Linked DNA regions of Sus scrofa: region 1 is linked to region 2. The links are chromatin contacts, called in public HiChIP or PLAC-seq maps. All regions are on one chromosome and are shown on one strand. The core of a region is the stretch at or near the end of the contact, and the rest is flanking DNA. Distances in the headings are between cores, read along the strand shown.

Region 1 (3,946 bases), core at 905-3,404, 59 kb after region 2:
AGGTTGTGGGTTCGATCCCTGGTCTTGTTCAGAGGGTTAAGGATCTGGCATTGCTGTGGGCTGTGGTGTAGGTCACAGACATGGCTCGGATCCCGCATTGCTGTGGCTCTGGCGTAGGCTGGCAGCTACAGCTCTGATTAGACCCCTAGCCTGGGAACCTCCATATGAGAGCGGCCCTAGAAAAGGCAAAAGAACAAAAGAAAAGAAAAAAGAAAGCTTGGACTAGACGCTATGGCAGAGGAACCACAGGAGATCTGGAGCAGAGGTGTGGAAGGGGCAAGAGGGGAGCCTGGGGCCAGCTAGCGGCTGGGCTACTGCCCAGGCTCAGGAGGATCTGCAGGGCTGGACAGGAGGGGGCCACTGGAAGGGGAGGGAGGCTTCCAGGCCCACTGGGAAGGGCATGCACATCTTGCCCAGATCTGCACTGTGACGCTCCCGGGGTGGCAAGTCTCCCCTGAACTGTAACTTCTCATCTGTGAAAGGCTTGCGGGCCTAGTGAGTTTGTTCTCAGCCCCTCCCCTCAGTGCTGGCCTGCAGCCAGTATTTGGGGACAGACATCCCCACCTCCAGGATGCCCCTGTGATCCTGGAACCCTCCTGCAGCGGGGGAGGGGAGAGGGGAGGCACACTGCCTTCTCCCCACGGGTCTTCCGGGGCAGGCAAGTTTGCCACTCTGCCAAGCCACTGGGCACCTCCTTACAGGAAGAGGGTGAGGGCTGGCAGCTTGCTGGGAGGCGTGGCCAGACCGATTTCACTAGAAACAGCAGCTGCAATGCCTGGGGCCACCATACTTTGAGGGAACCTGGATAATCTTTCAATTTCTTTTTTTTCTTTCTTTCTTTTTTTTTAATGGCTGCATTCACAGCATATTTAAGTTCCCAGGCTAGGGGCTGAATCTGACCTGTAGCAGCCAGCCTACGCCACAGCCACAGCCACAGCAGATCTGAGCCGCATCTGTGACCTACTCCAGATTCTTAACCCACTGAACCCTCCTCCTCATGGATACTAGTCGAGTGTTTAACCCTCTGAGCCACAACAGGAACTCCTCGATCACTTATAAAGTCGGAAGAAAAAGATAGTCTTGGATTACACTCATCTTTATACCAAGGCAGTCAAAGGCAGAAGAGGCCCATGAAAGCAAAAATGCCAGGGCCTAGGACAGTCAGACCATGGCCTAGGAGAAGCACGCACAGTTCCCCTTGGCCCCCCAGAAACCAGTTTGGGCACTTGTGGTTCCCTTATGGGGGGTGGGGGGCGGGGGGCCCTGCCTGGCCACGTTAACCAGGGGCTGCAACAGGCCCTGGGCTGTAGTAATAAAGCAACACGTGCAGGTGTTCCCAGATTTGACTAGGCATGAGGTTGCGGGGTTTGATCCCTGGCCTTGCTCGGTGGGTTAAGGATCTGGCGTTGCCGTGAGCTGTGGTGTAGGTTGCAGATGGCAGCTTGGATCCTGCATTGCTGTGGCTGTGGTGTAGGCCAGCTGCTGTAGTTCTAATTTGACCCCTTGCCTGGGGGAATCCATATGCCATGGGTGAGGCCCTAAAAAAAAAAAAAAAAAAAAAAAGCACGTGCAGATGAAGAGGTGGGGTGCTCAAGGCTGGACATGCTGTCCCATCAAGGTGACCCTGGCAAACTGGAGGCCAGCTCTGGACTGCGAGGATCCGTGGGTGCCAGGCGTCTGTGGTATCCTCCTTAGTCCCACGATGTTGCACCCACTTTACAGATGAGGAGATGGGGGCAGAGAGCCGGCCACAAAGCGGCTAAGCCAGGACTAAGGGGAGGGCTACCTCCTGCCCGGGGGCAACAAGTAAAGCCAAAGTGTGCTTCTCCGGAGGTGGGGGGCCAGGGCTGCGGTGCCGGAGGACGTTCAGGGCTTTGCCATCAGGCCACGTCATTCCCCTCTCTGAGATCAGTCTCTGCGGTCCCATTTTACAGATGGGAAAAATGAGGCTCAAGAGAAGCGACCTGCCTGCAGCACTGGCTGGGTCTGCCCATCGCGGCGGTCATGCTGAGAGGGAGAAGACCCGGCCTGGGAGCACCCAAACTTCCAGCCAGGTCGGGCGGGGCCTCGAGGACAGGGCGGGGTGTCCTGGGCGGGGTGTCCTGGGCGGGGCCTCGCGGGCGGGGCGGGCCCGGGCCGCGGCCGCCACCTCCGCCGCGCAGTACCCTTCCCGGAGCGAGTCCTTGTCGCTGGTGAGTGGAGACCCGCGCCGAGGGCGTGGCAGACAGGGGGCTACGCGGGAGAGACCCCCTCCCCCCGACAGCGCCTGCCCGCCGGCGCGGGGCACCAAGGGAAACTGCGGCGGGAGGTGGCGGGGATGGAGGGGGTGGCCGCGGGGCAGCGCTAGGGACCGAGCCATCGGGTCGGCCCCCGGGGGCGACAAAAAGTGACCCCAACCCTGGTCTCCGCGGTCGTTGCTCCTACGCAGCCGGATTCCAGCGGGATTGGGGGCGCGGAAGGGGGAAACTTGGGGAACCCCGCCCCGCCACACCCCGCGCGGGAAACAGAGCGGCGGGAGGGGCCGGACCCCCCCCCTTCCCGCTTATTCCGTAGCTGAGCGGCCCAGGGCGGGCCACCTCAACCGGGTACCCCGAGGATCACAAAATGCTAGGGAGACTGACATTGATCCACTCTTGATGCACTTGAGACACCCCATTTCTAGAGGTGGAAACCCAGGCCGGATAGGGGAGGTTATTTGTCCAAAGCGAGTTAATGCCCCGCGGAGACTTAGGACCGCGTCACCAGACCCCTGTCCAGTGCTCAGGCGCATCACAGCCTGCACAGAGCCCAGTGTGGGCGGAGCAGCCCCTGGGACTTGCCTGTCCCCTGCCTCTCCTGCATAGGAACTGGGAGCACGGGTGGGAGGGGTCGTGGTGTTACCCGAAAACTGGGTTCGCCTTGGGTGTCTTTGCCTAAAGACACAACCAAGCCAAAGTGCAGGAAAAAAGGAAGGATTTGCTACCTGCAAGAAATAAGGAGAACAAGGGGCGGGGGAGTCTCTCCCAAAGCAGTGTCTCCCCAGACAACAAAACCTGGGAAATTTTAAGCTAAGAGTGCATACATATTCATGAGGGGGTTTGGCTGGCGTATGTATTTTCACGGGGGCTTGAGCAGAGGAGAATTCTGCATAGAATTGGGGCAAAGGCCTACAGAGTCCAAGCTTCAGTTGACTGGAGGGTCAGCAAAGATCAACATCTTGTCCCTTAGGCGTTCCCGTCGTGGCGCAGTGGTTAACGAATCCGACTAGGAACCATGAGGTTGCGGGTTCAGTCCCTGCCCTTGCTCAGTGGGTTAAGGATCCGGCGTTGCCGTGAACTGTGGTGTGGGTCGCAGACACGGCTGGGATCCCGCGTTGCTCTGGCTCTGGCATAGGCTGGTGGCTCCAGCTCCAATTCGACCCCTAGCCTGGGAACCTCCATATGCCGTGGGAGCGGCCCTAGAAAAGGCAAAAAGACAAAAAGACAAAAAAAAAAAAAAAAAAAAAAAAAAAAAACCTTGTCCCTTAGTTTCCAGTTGATTTGGTGGCTGAGCACTGCAGGGAGTTTAAATTCTGCAAAACAGCTCAAACACGTGCGTGCTTCAAGCTAACCTTTGCCATTGAGACAGAACTGGGAGTCTTCCTAACTGATTTATGATCTTCGCTCTTGTTTGCCTCTTTTGCCTGGTAACAATCTTGCTTTCATTCCCGTAAGATCATTATTACTGATACAGATGTGATAAAAAAAATCGTTATTACTGAGACCTGTTCAAGAGTGAGCAGTGTGGCCAGCCTTTGATTACAAAATGGCTTAGGCCCAAAAATGTCTTCTCTTGTGTCCAGAAAGCCATGCCTGGGTCTCTTTCTTGGGGGAGCCTCTACTCTGTCTCCTAACTGTCTGCTGTGAACACACTGTTGAGTGTCAGGGTCAGCTGGGCAGATGCCTGTGGCCTGGCCTGGGTTGGGACT
Region 2 (4,149 bases), core at 914-3,413:
TACACACTCAGACTCTTGGGGACAGGGGCCCAGGGGCCTGTATCTCAACAAGCTCTCGGGTGATTCTTACCCACACTCAGATTTGAAAAGGACTGGTCTAGTTCCTGTATGTGGTTCCTCGTGACAATCTGTCTTGACACATATATGTCACAACATGAGAGCAGGAATGCGGTTCGGCCTTATCTCCTGCTGAAAGGCCAGCACCCAGAACAGTGTCTAGTAATAGCAGGCACTCAATCAACATTTGATGGATTAACAAAAATCAAGGCGTGAAGGATCTAGCCTTGTCACTGCTGTGGCTCTGGTCACTGCTGTGGCATGGGTTTGATCCCTGGCCCGGAAACTTCCACATGTCGCGGGTGGACAAAAATAAATAAATAAAGACATGAATTGCCTCTGCGCACCATCACGAAGTGCTGTTCCTTAGTGCCAAGCAGTAAAGTAGGCACAGCCCAGCCCAACTGGGCAGAGACACGGGGAGTAACTGCCATAAACACTTCCACAGCTTTGCTCAGGCAAGAAGCAGGAGACCAGGAGTTGAGCTGGTTTCCGCTGAGAGAGGGAACATCTCGGGAATCCCTGGGCCTCCGACCCTGGGAGGACAGTACTTTGCCAGGAGGCTTTTCACCTCCTAGAGTTCCGACTATTCCCACAAAAAAGCCCCCACAACCTCTCAGGGCAGCGAGCAGGCGGAAGAACATACACTCATGCAGTCGCTTCACTCTTCTGGGTCCAGTCATCGAAAACAGCAACCTCTCTGCCCCATCTCTACTACCCCAAATATTGATCACAATCAGTTTCAACAAAATCTATTTTAAAAAAAGATCCTACGGAGTTCCCGTCGTGGCTCAGTGGTTAACGAATCCGACTAGGAACCATGAGGTTGTGGGTTCGATCCCTGGTCTTGCTCAGTGGGTTAAGGATCCGGCGTTACCGTGAGCTGTGGTGTAGGCTGCAGACGCGGCTCGGATCCTGCGTTGCTCTGGCTCTGGTGTAAGCTGGTGGCTACAGCTCCGATTTGACCCCTAGCCTGGGAACCTCCATATGCCGCAGGAGCGGCCCAAGAAATCATAAAAAGACAAAAATAAAAATTTAAAAAAAAAATTAAAATTAGGAAAGATCCTAGGACATCTGCCTTCTTTTCCAGCTAGTCTTTTTTGAAAGGGAAAAGGAGCCATCTTTAAATAACAGTATAAACGACGACTTTACATCACCCAGAGCATTTGGTCACAACTGTACTGCTTCTGCCCATCTCCTCACCCCCTCAGGGTGACAGTGCCATGCTCCACCTTAACTAATAACCAGTGCCTGTAATTCCCTGAGCACAGGACAGGGCCAATCTTTTTGTACTGCCACAACCCAGCACCCAAACATGCTCATTAAATGTTTCCTGAACAAAGGACCGCTTTGCAAACCACAAAGGGTTTACAACAACAAGATACTTTTATTTCAAGAATGAATTCCTGCCAAAAAAAAAAAAAAAAAAAAAAAAAAAAAAAAAAAAAAAAAGAATGAATTCCTTGTACTGCCCCAATCACTCTAGGGTGACTACCGCGACCGTCACCCCCCGCTAATGATGGGGAAACAGGGAGGAGAAATGCCTAGGTCCAGTTCTCCAGAGAGAGATAAGCAGGGCAGAGAACACTTGTCGCCTGTCTCCTGCCCAGAACTCAACCCACAGGTACACCGCGCTCTGCAAGATGCCAACAGAAACAATACAGATTGCAAATGAATGAAAAAAACCAGCAACGATTAAATTCTGAGATAACGAATAAGAAGAAGAATGCAATTACAAGGATCAGGAGGAACAAGTCACAGGAACTCGGAGGAGGAAGAGAGGCACAGTAGTCAGCGCAGGCTGCTGGAGGGACGCGGGTCCAGCATCCAAACCCAACCGCAGCGGCCCCGTAGACCAGCGGCCACAATCGCTCGCGCATGCGCACTCGCCCCCCGCCACACCCTGGGTCCCGGGAGCCGATGGCCTCGGCGGCTGTGTCTTACCTGTGGGCGTCCAGCCCGGAGGGGCGCCCAGGAGCGCGGAGCACGGCGGCCCCGCGCCGCACCCCGGCCCCGCCTCCAGCTCCACTCCGGCTCCTGCGGGAGGACTCGGCCCGCTATCAAGCGAACCCACCCTCCGCGCTCTACTTCCGGGGCGGCGCCCCGGCAACCAAAGACGCGGCCTTACCGGCGCCAAGACTGCTTCCGGGGTCAGATTTTCCCCACTCGTTTCTAAGCCCCTGGCCTGGCGTCCCGCTAGGCGCCGGGGGCTGGGATCGTGCGAGGAGTCTGCGGTCCACCCCGGCGTCTCCACAAACGTCAGAGCCCAGAAATGAAGTCGAGAGGGGTCGGGGCGCAGTCTCGACCCTGATAGTGCAAGGTAGAGGGGTGTGATGGCTGGGCCCTGGGTCCAGTCCGCTCATCTCTTCTGCTCAGCTTCAACATCTGTTAAACTGGGATGGTTGGCAGCACCTGCCTCGAAGGAATTTTTGTAAGGATAACCTAACAGGTTGCGCTCAGCAAGTAGTAATCAATAAATGGCCTACTCAAAGGTCACCTCATTTGTGAAGTGTGAGTGCGGGACAGGTGCAGTTCCTCAAAGTAGGATTTTTTAACTCTTTCTGTTAGGAAGAGGCAGCCTGGCCCATGAGAATTTTAAAACTGAAGCCAGACCTGGTTTGAATCCTCACCCCAAAATCCACTAGCTGGTCATGTCATTCTCTGAGCCTCAGTTTCTTGTCTATAAATGGAGATAACAGCACCTATGCTGAAGGGTTGTTGGGAAGATTATGAAAGTATTTTTTGAAAGGCACTTTGGTAGAGGATATATTAGTTGCTAAATTCCTGTTGAATTAATACACAACAGAAGGGCATGTACCCCAGACATCTGTCAGTCATGAAGGTGCACTGGGAGGCAGTGTGAAAGGAGAGAAACAGAATTTACCTCCCTGCTCAGTTACAGTCTAGCTGTTGAGCATAGGAAAATCGCAGCCTCTTGTTTTAAAATTTTTATTTATTTTTTTATTTTGGCTGCAGCACGCAGCAACTTCATGTGGGATTTCAGTCCCCACACCAGAGATTGAACCCAGGCCACAGCAGTGTAAGTGCCAACCAACTCCTAACCACTAGACCACCAGGGAACTCCTCCAGCCTTTTTTTTTTTTTTTGTCTTTTTAGGGCCACACCCTGCAGCATATGGACCTTCCCAGGCTAGGGGGTTAAATCAGAGCTGCAGCTGCTGGCCTACGTGACAGCCACAGCAGTGCCAAATCCAAGCCACATCTGTGACTACACCACAGTTCACAGCAACGCCGGATCCTTAACCCACTGATTGAGGCCAGGGATAAACCTGCATCCTCATGGATACTAGACCAATTAGTTTCTGCTGAGTCACACGGGAACTCCCTGTCAGGGTTGTTTTGGGGTTTTTTCCCAGCCTCTCAATGACAGTTTCTTCATGGATAAACAGGAATAATTAGGAGTTCCCATCATGGCTCATTGGTTAACGAATCCGACTAAGAACCATAAGTTGCAGATTCGATCCCTGGCCTTGCTCAGTGGGTTAAGGATCCGCGTTGCTGTGAGTTGTGGTGTAGGTCGCAGATGCAGCTCGGATCCCGCGTTGCTGTGGCTCTGGCATAAGCCGACAGCTACAGCTCCGATTGGACCCCTAGCCGGGGAACCTCCATATGCTGTGGAAGCGCCCCAAAAAAATGGCAAAAAGACAAAAAAAAAAAAAAAAAAAAAAAGGGAATAATTATCTCCATCTCTCAAGATGGAAAAGAGTTTAAATTCCTAGGTGAATAGCGCCCAGGAAGGTGTTTAATATGTTTTACCATGTCCTTCTGCCCTGTGCAGAGTATATGCCATTCCAAAGAGCATCACCAGCAGCCAAAACACTGGAAGGCTTGGGTACAGACAGTGGGAGGAGACCAACATCACGAGAGCAGATAGTAGGAAGAGTTCTGGCCAATGCGAAGAATTAACTGGGAGCTAGGTAGCCCCAGGAGAACGGCAGGAAACTAAGAATCTCCATGCTGATCTAATCATGTAAATCTAGTTATAAAGTCTTCAAGGCTTTCCATTGCCAGCAAGATAACATCCAGGAGTTCCCCATCATGACTCAGCATTAAGGAGCCTGACTAGTATCCA

What was found. HiChIP or PLAC-seq counts read pairs in DNA pulled down with a chosen protein or histone mark.
Region 1: a contact with region 2 is called in an H3K27ac HiChIP or PLAC-seq map of alveolar macrophages. The contact joins the promoter of TSPO here to the promoter of TTLL1 in region 2. A contact is called at or near these places in 1 of 47 Hi-C or Micro-C datasets (embryonic fibroblasts) and 1 of 2 datasets of contacts at active chromatin or transcription factors (alveolar macrophages).

What each region holds. Positions count from the first base shown.
Region 1 is chr5:5,733,305-5,737,250 of Sscrofa11.1, reverse strand. It overlaps TSPO (translocator protein), which reads left to right and starts at 2,154. Exons shown (of 4, transcript NM_213753.1): 1 at 2,154-2,192.
Region 2 is chr5:5,791,774-5,795,922 of Sscrofa11.1, reverse strand. It overlaps TTLL1 (probable tubulin polyglutamylase TTLL1), which reads right to left and starts at 2,163. Exons shown (of 13, transcript XM_003481524.3): 1 at 2,002-2,163.